Linked DNA regions of Mus musculus: all the other regions are linked to region 5. The links are chromatin contacts, called in public Hi-C, HiChIP or PLAC-seq and promoter capture Hi-C maps. All regions are on one chromosome and are shown on one strand. Each heading gives the region's core, a stretch centred on a gene start, on an enhancer-like site or on the middle of the called end of the contact. The rest is flanking DNA. Distances are from core to core; before and after follow the strand shown. Region 1 has its middle 57 kb from the start of Gm40112. Region 2 has its middle 23 kb from the start of Gm40112. Region 3 holds the start of A230001M10Rik (RIKEN cDNA A230001M10 gene). Region 4 has its middle 20 kb from the start of Tspan2. Region 5 holds the start of Ngf (nerve growth factor).

Evidence for each region. Promoter capture Hi-C pulls out the DNA fragments that hold promoters and counts their contacts. HiChIP or PLAC-seq counts read pairs in DNA pulled down with a chosen protein or histone mark. Hi-C and Micro-C count contacts between places; a contact is called where the count stands out from the background.
Region 1: a contact with region 5 is called in a promoter capture Hi-C map of second pharyngeal arch cranial neural crest, with 3 times the contacts expected there. The contact joins the enhancer-like site here to the promoter of Ngf in region 5. A contact is called at or near these places in 9 of 39 promoter capture datasets (the 3T3-L1 cell line, frontonasal cranial neural crest, hippocampal neurons and 5 more), 1 of 484 Hi-C or Micro-C datasets (nephron progenitors) and 1 of 9 other capture datasets (adipose tissue).
Region 2: a contact with region 5 is called in a CTCF HiChIP or PLAC-seq map of the NIH/3T3 cell line, with 15 read pairs. The contact joins the enhancer-like site here to the promoter of Ngf in region 5. A contact is called at or near these places in 13 of 39 promoter capture datasets (the 3T3-L1 cell line, the HPC-7 cell line, the SN4741 cell line and 8 more), 1 of 15 datasets of contacts at CTCF or cohesin (the NIH/3T3 cell line), 34 of 484 Hi-C or Micro-C datasets (the C2C12 cell line, the C3H10T1/2 cell line, the Patski cell line and 21 more), 11 of 115 datasets of contacts at active chromatin or transcription factors (the NIH/3T3 cell line, SST interneurons, craniofacial prominence and 8 more) and 3 of 9 other capture datasets (adipose tissue, embryonic stem cells and pancreatic islet).
Region 3: a Hi-C map of embryonic fibroblasts shows a contact between it and region 5, with 4 times the contacts expected there. The contact joins the promoter of A230001M10Rik here to the promoter of Ngf in region 5. A contact is called at or near these places in 14 of 39 promoter capture datasets (the 3T3-L1 cell line, 3T3-L1-derived adipocytes, embryonic stem cells and 8 more), 1 of 15 datasets of contacts at CTCF or cohesin (the NIH/3T3 cell line), 33 of 484 Hi-C or Micro-C datasets (the AML12 cell line, the C2C12 cell line, the MC3T3-E1 cell line and 19 more), 2 of 115 datasets of contacts at active chromatin or transcription factors (the NIH/3T3 cell line and astrocytes) and 2 of 9 other capture datasets (adipose tissue and liver).
Region 4: a contact with region 5 is called in a FOXA1 HiChIP or PLAC-seq map of pancreatic cancer cells. The contact joins the enhancer-like site here to the promoter of Ngf in region 5. A contact is called at or near these places in 1 of 39 promoter capture datasets (stem cell-derived epiblast-like cells), 1 of 15 datasets of contacts at CTCF or cohesin (the NIH/3T3 cell line), 4 of 115 datasets of contacts at active chromatin or transcription factors (cardiomyocytes, embryonic stem cells, fibro-adipogenic progenitors and 1 more) and 1 of 9 other capture datasets (adipose tissue).

The regions. Positions count from the first base shown.
Region 1 is chr3:102,635,560-102,638,259 of GRCm38.p6, forward strand. No RefSeq gene overlaps it. Among named protein-coding and RNA genes, the nearest start is that of Gm40112, 57 kb to the right of the region's middle. Within about 2 kb of position 1,327, at least 9 of the 459 cell types and tissues checked have an H3K27ac peak or open chromatin away from gene starts, as enhancers often do. A contact at or near this core is called in second pharyngeal arch cranial neural crest, where this site is marked.
Region 2 is chr3:102,669,731-102,672,430 of GRCm38.p6, forward strand. No RefSeq gene overlaps it. Among named protein-coding and RNA genes, the nearest start is that of Gm40112, 23 kb to the right of the region's middle. Within about 2 kb of position 1,406, at least 27 of the 459 cell types and tissues checked have an H3K27ac peak or open chromatin away from gene starts, as enhancers often do. A contact at or near this core is called in the C2C12 cell line, the NIH/3T3 cell line, adipose tissue and 3 more, where this site is marked.
Region 3 is chr3:102,261,005-102,263,704 of GRCm38.p6, forward strand. It overlaps A230001M10Rik (RIKEN cDNA A230001M10 gene), which reads left to right and starts at 1,401. Exons shown (of 4, transcript NR_040391.1): 1 at 1,401-1,875.
Region 4 is chr3:102,713,818-102,716,517 of GRCm38.p6, forward strand. No RefSeq gene overlaps it. Among named protein-coding and RNA genes, the nearest start is that of Tspan2, 20 kb to the right of the region's middle. Within about 2 kb of position 1,349, at least 195 of the 459 cell types and tissues checked have an H3K27ac peak or open chromatin away from gene starts, as enhancers often do. A contact at or near this core is called in adipose tissue, cardiomyocytes and pancreatic cancer cells, where this site is marked.
Region 5 is chr3:102,468,496-102,471,195 of GRCm38.p6, forward strand. It overlaps Ngf (nerve growth factor), which reads left to right and starts at 1,424. Exons shown (of 3, transcript NM_001112698.2): 1 at 1,424-1,465.

The DNA.
Region 1 (2,700 bases), core at 77-2,576, 170 kb after region 5:
AGAAACCCTAAGACATCTACATTTATCATTTCAAACAATATCTTTCTATTGCATGCCTCAAAATCTTTTCCCCAAAAATGTAATTTTATTTATTATTTTACTTATTGTTTTTCTACTCTGTACCACTCTAGGAAATATATTTCTGTGAAAATTAAGCCCAATTTTATTTTGTTACTTAAGTCGAAGAGTCATCTTTCTCAATTTATTCTTCAAACCCAATTTACCTGAGTGCACAGTTGCCTTGAATTTTCATTTTCTTTCTGTCAGCATTCTGTGTAACCAAGATATTTCTTGTATTTTGAGTCAACTGGCCCTGAACACAACTTAATCCCTGTTAACACTCAGAATTACAATGCTCATATTATGTTGATGCTGAAGGAAGTTTGGCTCTTAGGACTTGGTTTTAGAAAGAGATTATTATTATAATAGATGAGATAAGAATTGATTCACAAGACCCTGAACTACTTCTTCTTGTTCTGTAAGGTCATTGTCCTCGTACCTGGGGAGCAATGGAAACCTTCTCCCACACTATTGGACTGTTTCCCTCTGCAAACACACAACCAATTCCAGCAGCTTCTACCCCCAGGCACCCTCTAGCATGTGTGCTTACAAAATACTGTGTTCTTGGTCCTGAACTTTCCCCATCCCACATTCCTCATTTTAATCACACCAAAGTGCACTTATTAAAGTCCTGGCAGAGCATGGTACTGCAGCTAGCAAGTTACGCACATGTAGTCTCTGCTGTCAAGGCACACAACATCACAATGAAGAAATACAGACGGCCCAATGTAAACAGTGAACGATGATTCCTTTAAGTCTGTGGTCTACTGTGCCTATAGGATGCCAAACATCTGGATGAAAGATGTAACTTTCAGCCGGGAAGCTGGCTGCTCTTCCAGATAATTGAATAGACTTTTATGTGAATTGCCTAAACCTAGCAATTATAATAGTTATAGTAACTTATATTTGGATAATGATTTACAACTGCAGTGTGTGTATATAAGCATGTGTGTGTGTAGTAAATGTGTGTATGCCTGCATGTATGCATAAAGCTTCACATAATTACTATATCTTTATGGAACAGGCTTATTTATATCAGTTTAAAGAGAGGAACTTGAGGGCCTTTATCAAGCATGCATGGGCCTCATACTCTACATTCAAATATGAAGAAAAAGAGAAATGGCAATCCCTACCGTAGAGGTGCCTATAGGCCAGAGAAAGAGCTTGAAACTGAATGAACCTGACTTACCCAAGGTCACACAACTAGTTACTGTCAGATCTGGGACTCAATCCAACTTCTCTGGCACCGAGACCAGCACTCTGTTCACAGCTGCCTTCAATAAAGGCCAGATGCACTTACAGAGCAGAGAGCAGAAAGGGGAAGGGACAGCCTGCCCTGGGAATCGGAAGAGTCCCATTAACAACACTGAGATCAGGATGAAGCACACATCATTAAAACTACAGCCATGACGGCTGTGATCAGGCACTAAATAATGCTTTTGATGCAATGTCCAGAAGACAGGGTGGGGTTCCAATAGCATGTTCTCATGTCTTCTAGGTACAGTTATGGACAGACGAGGCAGATGGGGCAAGCTCAAGCAGCAGCTTACTTCTCGGGTGTTAGAGTTACAGTTAAACTTTCCTCTTTTTTCCATCCTTTCTTTACTTCTTTCTCTAAAACATGAGCTATTACCTTTCATTTTTATTGATGTTGTTTGGATATAAATTACAGAAAAAATAAGGTTGCTGAAATCAAACAGACCTGGATCCAAATCTCAGGGTCACAATGGGTCTCTATGATCTAGGAGAACTCTGCAGGTCTCTGTGCCTTGGTTTCCTTGGTGGAGAGTAACACTAGCCTGCACAGCTGAGTTGAGTATTAGAGATTCTGTATTAGACACCAAGACATGTAGCCACCATGCAACCTGCAATTATCTTTATCACCATCATTATCTTGTGTAAGCCATGACTGCTCTGGAAGTGGGCAGGTGTTGCTAGACCTGCTGTGAAGTGCAGGTTTGGCCAAGTGTCTGCACAGCATCTTTAACGCAGAGACCATCAACCTGGGATCATGCTCATCAGCTGAGAACAGGAACTGGGACAAGACGTACAGTTATGAACATGTAGAAAACCCTCCTTTGTCCTAAAGAGATTTATCATCAACCTCTACATCCTCAACAAGCATGTACTCTGTATATGCTGCAAGTCAGAGACAAAAGAAACACCAGAGCTGTGAAGATAAATAGGAGGGGACTAAGGATATAGCTATGTAGTAGAGTGTCTGACACACATAAAGCTCTGGCTTCCATTCTCAGAACTGCAAAGACAAAAATAAAAACTAAACAAAGCAAAAAAACAAAAAAGTGGTCTCCATTATTCCTACTACAGTGTGGTGGATAGGAAGCCCTCATGAAAATATAATCAAAACATAGCATAATGACCATAATCATAAAGACAGTGTCTTAGCTAGGGTTTCTACTGCTGTGATGAAATACCATGACCAAAAAGCAAGTTGGGGAGGGTTTGCTTGGACTGCACGTCCACATTGTAGTCCATTATTGAAGGAAGCCAGGACAAGAACTCAAACAGGGCAGGAACCCGATGCAGAGGCCATGGAGGAACAACACTTACTGGCCAGCTCCTCGTGGCTTCCTCAGCCTAATTTCTTATAGAACCCAAGACCACCCCAGCCCAGGGGTA
Region 2 (2,700 bases), core at 156-2,655, 200 kb after region 5:
GGAAGGAGAGAACCAAATGACCCCACAAACAATCACAGATAGATAGATAGATAGATAGATAGATAGATAGATAGATAATGCATACATACATACATACACACGTATGTACATAGACAGACAGACAGACATGCAGGCAGACAGGCAGGCAAGCAGATGTAAAAAAGTAAATACACTTCTACATTTATTCTTTAAAATTTTTCCATCAAGCACTTTACCACATGGCTAATTAGCATAGAGGGAAGAAACTTGGACCAATCTTCAGGGAGCTGGGTCTTGCTTCCAGCTCCATCCTGACAAGCTATGTGACCTTAAACTAACTTCCCTCACTCCATATGCCAAGCAAGGGGCTAAACCAGATTCCCTCATGTCCCTGCAGCACCAACATTGCAAGTTCCTGCAAACAGAGAACACGAAGCCAGCTCTGAAGACCAAGCGGGTTAGTTTTCAGTTATTTCACTCTTCAAATAAAGGAAACATTCCAGTCCTTATCTGTAACCTTCTGGAGACTTCCTATCCATTGATAGGATTCCCTGTGGGAAGTGTTTTGAAATAGTGGTCATTACTGTGAAATGAAATGCTGGAGATTTATCTGCAAGCAAGGCTAAAAGTTTTTAGTGATTTTTTTTTTCCCAAACGTATGAGAAATCTTTATCCAACTGGACGTGAGGCAGATTCTTTTCTGAAGTATCTTGTTTGTATTCTTAACACTAGGTTTAGCAGGAGTAAGGAGTTGAAGCCGGAGAGCTTGTCACTTACTCAGAAAGCTGTTGGGGAAGATAGACTGACAGCCGCTGGTGAATCACGTCTAAGCCATCTCATGTCTAAGTTCCAAATTATCTACAAGTATTACTCCACACACATCCATGCAACTTCACCATGAGACAGCAAAGAACTTCAGCGATAGCCACGAGGTGAAAGAGGGGCTTTCTCCTGGCCTCCAGCATTCCCAGAGGCTCATTTCCTCTCTCCTCCTCCTCCATCTCTCCCCAGTATTCCAACTTCCCGCATGAACCCCAGGCCATTTAGTCCTATCTTATACGATGTCAACAACTCCAGATAACCTACAACAGTGTCTCAACCCAGACCCACAAACTTTACATGAAAGAAAGAAGATGAAAAACAGACAAGGAAGCGGCCTTTGATTCCAAATGCTGGAATTTTGATTATCCTGGCCAGGCACTTGGGGACTCTGCAAAGTTTTTCTTTTTCATAGCACTGTTACCAGTAAAAAGTACAACAACACACTTTACAATAGCGCACAGCATAGTTCAAAGATTTTACACTTTATTTTTTAGTCATTCGACAAGGACGTTATTGTGGTATTCTGGATGCTGCATTCCCTTTCATGGCATCTAAGCTATGAATTAGCTATGGCACTGAAGTCAACTTCTTAATAGTACTATGTTGAAAGGAATGCAGTTCATTCTGCCCCGGGGTGGGAGAGTTAAGGCTGGTGAGTCTTGGGTGATGAGTAACAGTGGAAAGATAAGCCAGATGATGAGTGAAGTCCAGTGGACAGTCAAAGCAAGATGAACCAGGAGGGGCATGGAAGAATGGATCTACAGGAGGAGGGTCGAAACATCTTCTAATCTAATCCACTAAAGCTGGAGTTCAAAGGTAGACACCAGGGGTCTGGGAGGGGGAAGGGCAGATGGGGACCAACCTGTGAAGGTTTTAAATGGCACCCTGGAAACTCGGCCCATTCTTTAGGGAGCAGGGAGACAATGATCATGACTGATTCTGCAGTTTAGAAAAGTGCTTTTATTATCCCTGAAGAGAATGGATCAGGAGGAAATGGCAGACTGCTGGAGGTCAATAGCCAGACATTTCACTCTAGATCTTTGTTCTGTTTGCATCTCCTTCCCAAACCTGGTGCAGAGAAGTCCTTTGTGGGCAGTGCCATGTCTTATGCTCCTTCATGCCCCAGCCCCGCCCAGAATGCCTGAGGTGGTGTGAGCACAGAGTGAGTGCCATTTCGAAGAATGAGTAAACAAACTATAGGTAGGGTGGTAGCAGTGTAAATCTCTTAGAAACAAAAGGCACATTCAACAGATATTTTCTGAAGTATACCTGAAGTATTTGGTTTCTGGCAAAGGAGAAAATTAAAGTTTATCTAAAGGACAGCTCAGAATGTCTTTGAGCTTTTTGTTAACTAAGGACAGTGAGCAGTTTGAGAAAGGCAATGGTGGGGTAGGAACACAGAGACTCTGTGGCCAGGGTCCTGAAGTCCAGGCCGACTGGAATCTGTTCCTGAAGTTCCATGTCTGATGGTGTTGCTGCCCAATCCTCCACAGGGACAGGTAAGCCCACATGCAACTTCCGCCATTTTCAACATGGGCTGGAAACTTCAATCCCAGTGAAAGAAGTACCCTCCACTCCCCAATAAATACAATAAATAAAAATGGTGTTCAAAGATCCCTGCTTCATTCTCTCCAAAAACAAAAGAAAAGATGGGAGCAGGAGGGACAGAGCTAAGCCTCTGCTCTTTGATCTTTGAAGATGTCAGCTCACTACAAAGAATAACAACACAGCTCTGGCAGAAACCCCAGGGGCCTGCGCAGAATTCTTCCCATCAATGCTCCTCAGGTCTCTCAGGTTGGAAACACTGGGCTGGAGGCACAGGGCAAAGCCTTTACAGGGCTCACTTGGTGCCTGGAAGGAGCCCTATAAAGACAGTTAAAAGGACGACTTTAGGGCTGT
Region 3 (2,700 bases), core at 151-2,650, 210 kb before region 5:
CTCTCCAACCCCCCATAAACTGAGGCTTTAATGTACAACAGAAATAACAGAAAATATTAGGACCGTAGAATTGATTCTGTAATCCTTTTCAATTTTATTTATTTGTGTATGTGTACATCATGTGTATAGACCATGTGTGTACAGGTGCTCGTGTGTGTTTGTGTGTGTGTGTATAGCATGTGTGTGCAGGTGCTCTGTATGAGTGTGTATGTATGTACGTCGTGTGTGTAGATGCTTTGGTGTGTGTTTGTGTGTTGAATGCAGGTGCACATTTGAAGTCAGAGGACAATTCTCAGGACTCAGTTCTCTTCTGCTACCTGGTGGAATCCTGGGATACAGCTCAGGTCACTAGGTCTGAGTGCCTCTACCCACTGTGCCATCCTATCTCATTGGCCTTATGATCCTGTTGGATGTGTTTACAGTAAATGAAGCACAGTGCTGCAGATGATCACACCAGGGCTGCCAACACTCACATTTCCTGGTTAGTTTCTTGTCATTAGCTTTGGGCTCCAGCTTGTAACCTGTGGTGGCTGCAGGAATATCAGTAAATTCCACACAGGCAGGCATCAGCTCGGTAAGACTGGGCTATGGAGGTTTGCCTTAGATCATCTGTGGTCACAGAAGGAAGATAGTCCTCTTTCTTATAAACGAAGGCTGTGTGGTTAAAGGTTCAGCTGCAGGCTGAGCTATTGGTGCAGCCTCAGCGGGCTGCAGCCATGTCAGTGGTCCAGTGCCAGGACAGCAGAGCTGCCCAGTCAGGCCACAGACACAGGAAAGTAATGAATCATTATGTTGGGTGATTAAGCTTTGGAGCAGATTGTTGCATAGCAAAGATAATAAATTGTATTGCACAAATGGAAATATAGAGATGTATAAAAAAGTGAAGCACATCTATTTGTTCATTAATAAACAAATTTTCAAGGACTGGTAAATGCATATTATCTAGTCTACTCTCAGAGATGCCTCTGCAGAAGAATGCATTGACCCTTTGTGGCTTCCAGAGAGTCTAGAGCCTGTAATGAGGAAGGAAGTCTCCAATTAGGACAATGGTCTACAAAGAATGATTTCAAAGTTAGGAAAAACTAGAGCTGCCTTCACTTCTCAGTCAAGGTCTGTAATGCAAGTCGACCCTTTACCTCGGAAAAGAATAACCCTGTGCGTGTTGGGGTTCCAGAGAGAATCATCTCCCCTTTGCTGGACTTCACGGCAACTTTCTGTCCAGTGAAGTCAGTTTTCTGTACAGTGGCTTCTGCCCAAATGGTCTGTATTTATCAGATGATGTATTCATGTATCGCTTTCCAGCCTACAAAGCGCTCTTTGTTTTGCAAATCTCTCTTGTGCATTATCTCATCCAGGCTTGTCACAAGGTAGAACGGTTATTTGTCCCAAATTTACTGGTCAGATATACTCACGGAGGGCTGCTGTCACCTGTCATCACTGCTGGACAGATGATTTCAACACAGACATTACAAGTGGTCCAGCCTCTTCATAAGCCTGCACTAAAGACACTGAAGCTTGTGATCACCCGTGTCAGGACAAGGAATGGCATCTCCCTAACAGGACTCAAGAGCCTTTGCCATTATCTGTGGTATTAAGCAGGTTTCAATTAGGATTTTAGGTGGATTTTTTTCTTTGTTCCGCAGAAGTTTTAATCAAGGCAGAAAAACTCTGACGCCTCATTCTCCTCACAACAGTCAGTCACCAAAGCGTTGCATTTTTCTTCCTGAAGCTTCCCCTCCCTCGGGCACATTTTTAGCAAAAAAGATGAGATCCCAAGCTCTCCAGATGTTGCCTCTCAGATGTGCCTCAGCACGCATCTCAGAGCCATCTGGCCGCAGCAACAGCTGGACTGCTTCCAAGTGGAAGTGCTCACAGGTAAGGGGGTGTGAGGGGAAGAATGTGGGCTCCTTAGTACGTTGTCAGCTAAGCCGGTGATGCTGTTTGACCAGCTGTTGACATGAGCTCTCAGTGAAGGCGGCTTTCAGAATCCTGCAGTCAGGTTTCCTGTCTGGGTGCCTGAGGGTTATTGTCCAGGGGCATGCTCTGCAGACTTGGACCCTGTGTGGTAATTCTGAGGTGTTGGAAACCTTAAGAGGTGATGTGCGCACCTGTAATCCCAGAAGGTTGTGAACATGGCTGGTTCTCCCTGCCGCCCCCCCCCCCCCCCCCGCCACCACAGTGAAGAGCATGTATCAGATCCTTCCCTGGCTCTGAAGCCCTTCATGATCAAATTCACCCCAAGACAGACAGACAGTCAGTCAGACAGACAGACATGCACATACACACACAGAGAGACATATAGAGACACAGACAGACACACACTTCCTTCCTTCCTTTACTCTCTTTATAGTCCAGGTGTCTCAGGGTAATGATGGATAACCGTAGGTCGAGATGACCGTTCAGCAGAAGAGACTAGAGGACTTAGCTGACTTGCAGAAACTGCTCATTGTGGACAGCACACCTCTGAGGGAGGCCGGGAACTTGGCAGCAGACTTCAAGAAAGCAGCAGGAGGTAAAGGCAAGGCTTGGGCGTGGAAAACTGAAACAGGAAGGAGATGTACAAGGGGAAGGAGACCTCCCAGAAACCCTTGGGGGATAAGTTAGCATTAACCCAAGGGGGAGAGCTGGGAAGCATTTGACCTGACGCCAGTGTCTTTGTGGTCAACAGAGCACTGTGCTTTCTGGGAATGGACGCTGTGT
Region 4 (2,700 bases), core at 99-2,598, 250 kb after region 5:
TCACCTGTGGGAAACATCGTCCAGAATACAGCGTCAGCCCCAGCCTCATCTCCAACACTGTAGACACCCAACACACTGCAGATGTGATAAGTGGGGGGGGGGGATCACAAACCATGTCATAATGCAGACAAAGACAAAATAAAATGTTTGCTTAGAATCTACAGATGCTCGGGGCCTGCTGAGTGACACAGGCCATTGGAAAGCCGGAGTCTCTGAGCCATCTCTGTGCGCTCCTGGCTGAATCCCTCCCTGGCACACACAGTTTGAAGTATTGAGGGGACGGCCCAGGGACTGGCAGCCAGCTATTTATATTCTAGCTGGAGCAGAAGCAATGCACCCTGGGAGAGAGTCCCGAGTAGTACCTATGGGGGTAAGAAAGGCTTGAGTCACACAAATGAGGAGGAACCCAAGAGACAGTGCGTGCTTACAATATAGAGTAGTGGGCGGTGGCCTTTATTCTTTGGAAAGAAGCTTTGGGGAACCTATGACCTCTAGGACTTTAAGAACATGGGAACCTGAAAGGCAAGGAAAACAAGAAGCCCAGACAAGAGACGGAGCATGAGCTGAAGATGTAGACGCCTCCTAAGGCGGTGGCTCTCAGCCTTCCTGATGCTGTGACCCTTTAATACAGTTCCTCGTGGTGTGGTGACCCCCAGCCATAAAATTATTTTATTGCTACTTTATGACTTTAATTTTGCTATCTTTATGAATTGTAATGTAAATTTCTACGTCTTCCCATGGTCTTCTGCGACCCTGCGAAAGGGGTTGAGTCTCTATTCAAAGGCTGAGAGCCCCTGCCCTAAGGGCTGAGACAAGCCTCTGAAGCTGGTAACAGGAGCCCAGGACCACTGCTCTAGGACAGTTCAGCAATGTAAATAAGAAGGAAACTTAGCCTCTCCAACCCTGAGGACCTCAAGTGGCCGGTAGCTCTCAGTAGACTGATGAAACCCTTCCACTTCCTCAGCCCTGAAGGGACTCCAGTCTCTGGTGACCTGCTGTAAAAAGCCTGAGAGTGTCAAGGCACCTAAGGTGGATTCAGCTCCCACCGCGATCAGAAGTATCCATGCTGCCTGCTCAGAGGAGGCCAGGAAGGCTGGGAGTGGCCTTAACAAAAGGCCCAAGTTCTCAGAAATTAGAAAGCATTGCGTGCTAAACCACGTTGATTGCTCCATAAACCGACTCCCTTAATGCATAAACAGCAGTGTGAACTGAGCACTGATGGCTACCGATCTTGGACCCACTCGCGTGGACAGTCAATGTCTTGTTGAGGAGACGTGAGACAAGCACTCCCAGACAATGAGTTCTTGAGTTCATGAGATACACGCAACTTGTCAAGTCCTTGCAATGCTTCTTTCTGACAGCAGGGGGGAGCCAACACCTGGTAAACGCCCGGGCACACTAAACCTTGCCGGTGCAGAAGAAACTGCCAAAGAAACAACCAGGAAATGATACCTTGGAAAGAACTGAAACCCAAGCAGGCTGGAAATGGAGGCAGCTCAGGCCCAGGTTTTGTAGGTGTTGCGGCCAAGATTATCGATCCCCCGAGTAAAGCAAATGTCAGCTGGGGAAGTCCAGGCTGGCCTTTAGGGTGACTGTTGCTCCGTATCTTACTCTAGCACCACAGACAAACACAATCTATTTCCTCTTTCTTTCTGTCGTGTCTGAGCTCACTCCGGTCAGGGCTAAGCCAAGCTCAGAAGAGGCAAAGACCTCAGGAAGGAAGTGGAAGGGGATTGGCTGGCTTCTTCCAGTTCAGCCTTACTGCTTGTCACTAACGTGTCTCCTCATATTCAAATTCCAACCATCCGGCTTTCTCCTCTTACTGCAGTATGTGGAAGTGTTCTACCTGGAAGAGAAAAGCTCAGGCGATCTCTCTATGCTCCCATTTTCTCCTTTGTGAAAGGAATATAAATATAAATATATTCGATGACAAAAAAGAAACCTGGACCGTGAGAGGCACGCCTCCAAGAGGTGAGAACAGAAGAAGCTACGAGAGCCTCCTTCTATCTCAGGTGTCCACCTCTGCCAGAAAGGGAGCCGGAGCTGAGCACTGGACCGACAGCCGACAGGCCTCGCGCTGGTCCCAGCTCTGCCTTTAATACCTTCATAGAGCTGGCTGAATCCTTTACCTCTTAGCATGACCAGAAGCTGTCCCTGTTCTGGGACCAGAGGAAGGCAAATGTGGGAACCCCGTGAGAGCACAGGCTCTTAGCTGTGTGACCTTGAATGTGTTGCTTAACCTTTCCTAGCCTCAGGTTCCTCTTCATCAAACGAGAAGTGGGGGGATGGAATGAGATGAGATTTAGTGGGTCCTTAGTGGTGACAAGTGATAGCATATCCCCTCACCACATTAAATAATAGATGGAGGCGCACCAGTTGGCTGGTGCCTGCAAAGTGTCAGGCATTATAATGAATTTCAAAAGTCATAAAATGATAAATTTTTTTGGATTTTATGCTCATTTAGCAGTTTTCTGCTTGCTTTGACAGTCATTTCTTTGCACATTTACCAGAAACAGGTAATATTCAGCAAGACACACTTCACTATCATTTAAAGGATGAAAATACTAAGATTCAAGGAGATTAAATGAATTAGCTAAAGTCCAGCCACTCAGGAAAAGAACCAGGAAAAAACGACTCTTCATAACTCTAATTACTACCTTCAAGGATATAATAATAATACTATCATGAGATGGGACTTAA
Region 5 (2,700 bases), core at 174-2,673:
ATGATGGTAGGTGTGGGGACAAAGTCAAAGTCAAAGGGAAGTTGAAATTCAGAGGACTGGAAATACATCAATAGGTCCTCTCCTTCCCACGTGACCTTCAATGGGGAAAAAGGACCACCTGGGCCTCACTCCATCCCAACTTCATGGAGCATGATTCTTGCCTAGACTAAGGTGTCACCTTCGTACCTTACCTTCCCTCTGTCACTCACTTTCCTGCATCCATTCCTTCCTGTGGCATTCATGAAGGTGGGGGTGGGGCATAGAACATGTCTTTCCGAAGGAAGTAAGTCATTTCACACAAGTGTGTGTGTGTGTGTGTTCATTTCCAAAATCCATAGAATTTTATTACAATTGTTAGTGCACATTTGGTGAAAAAGCTGACTTAGGGCATATTTCTCCCTTGAAGCTGAGGTGTAAACACCATAGAGGAAGGGGAGGTCAAACGGGGAAGACCCCATCAGCTCCTGAATCTATCAGATCCAAGACATTCTGGAGGGCCAACTGAGGACCCCCCACCATAAGTAAGTAGACAAAAGAGGTGAGAGAGAATTGAGGTGAGCCCTGGGGTGGTGCAGAAGGCCTGGCTTTCTCCTGGGTCTGTGTTTACTGACTCCTAAAAACCGACAGAAGCCCTAGGACCCCAGATCTAGAAACACGCAGGGAGCACATACAGACACAGTTCCATCTACAGTTTCCAAGGGACCAGCTCTCCTGGGAGGCCCCTGCAATGCCAGTGCTAAGGCTGGCAGTGGGAGTGGGAGTTGGGGTAATCTGAACACCTAAGGTCCTCTTCCTTTGACCTCAGGCAGATATACCTCTGTCTTGACATTCTAGTTAATTCTGCTTCTGCCTGGTTTCAGAGCAACCCCTGGCACTGGCCAATCCAGGAGTTTCCGGTGTTGTGGGTGTTCTCAGTGTTCCTTCAGCTCTCAGATTTGCAGAGATAGCAACACCTGATATCCTGGCCACCAAAGAAGACTAAGTCACCCCAGGAGGCTAGCAAGGCAGTGAGCCAGGGGAAGAGGTAAAGGGACTCCAACTCAGCCAATCAACTCAGCCCTGCTCAGCCTGTCTGCCCATTGGTGTTTGGAGCCAGCTACCTTGCCTGGTGCCCTAGAAAATCTCTCTCTGCATCTGTGACCTCCCCCCACCATGCATTTTCATCTAAACCAGGGGTTTTGAATTCTTCCCTGACTGGCTTTTCCTGGCTATGTCCCATCAACTCGGGAGCTATCCATCCCTTGTCCCCAGGACCCTTACAACCCGGACCCCTGGGTCTAGTCACAGCAGGTGCGGGCTGGGATTGGAGTTGGCCAGAGAGGGAGGGGTCGGGTGAGTGGGGGGCAGGATTTGGAGAGGGTGTGACGAGCCTGGAGGAGGGGCTAAATACAGTCAGGAAGCCTGTTAAAGAAGCTCTGTGCTCCAGCACGGCAGAGAGCGCCTGGAGCCGGAGGGGAGCGCATCGGTGAGTCAGGCTTCTCTGAGCCGAGCCCCGATACGGGTGCAACGCGGTGCGGCGGACTGGGGTTGCCGGGCTCCCTGGGACGGTGTGCTTGGATCCCTGTCTAGCTAGATCTTTGTGGGCTGAAGCGCACCCTTGAAAGAACTGTCCCGAGTAGATGTAGGAACACGAGATCGTGGGCACGCAAGGGAAGCGAAGGGAGTGAGGGTCTCCCTGGTCGTGAAATTCCCTGTTCCTGGATGACCAGAAGTACCAAAGTCAACACTGGCGCCTGCAGAAGCTGCATTGCCCAGCCTGAGCTCTCAGGCTAGAAGGGGACAGCGCTCAAGAGAGCCTGGAGTGAGGGATGCGCGCGCTGCGAGCGCGCTGGGGTGGCGGAACAGTAGCCCGCGCGCGGTAGAGGGCGAGTGCACAGCACGCCGACTGGGCAGTGCTCACAGACCCAAGAGCGCCTCTCTGCTCCTAGGTAAGAGGACTGTCAGCCAGGGTGATCTAGACTCGGTGTTTGTAGCAGGGTTCAGAGTGTAATATTGTGGGTACCAAGGGTTGATTCTGGAAGCTTGGGTTCCAAGTGCCGAGCACCAGGGTCCTCGGTGGGGCCTGCTGGGCATCCCAAGGCATAGCCTTACTGCTTGGGTCACCCAGTACATTCAGCTGTCTGCTGCCAGGTGTGGCAGAGGCTGGCACCCGGGATTGGGAAGGGCAGCGGTCGCTCTTGGGTTCAGGCAGAGAAGCTGCAGGGGAGGGAGAGAGGATTCTGGGGTCAGGGTGTTGAAACTTGAATCCAATGTAAACATAAGGCGTCTTTAGCACCGTTTGATTACAATGCTCTTGCTTTCCTAAAACTTTCTGAGATTCATAAGGAAGGTGATTTTTGGCTTGACCTTTCTCATCAGGTTTACTTCAGAGAGTCAAGAAGAGCCTGCTTGTTAGGCTGGTTTTTCCAAGTTGTTCCAGACTGGAAATTGTGCAGTTTGAAGGATAATTTATGGGTCTTTCGTGCGTTAAAGTGTATTACTACGAAGTCTTTTGGGTGCTGTGGGTATTAAGGAAAACTCAGTGCACGTTCCCAGCTGCAGACCAAAAATACTGCTCTCCTGGGTGCCTCTGCCCCCATCTATCATGGGAGGCCAATGGAAACCCTGGAGAAAAGCCATTTGATGTATTGCCCCCATCCTCCCAGAGTCCTCTCTGGCAGTACCAGTCTACTCTCCCCATAGGCATGGCCAGCTGAACTT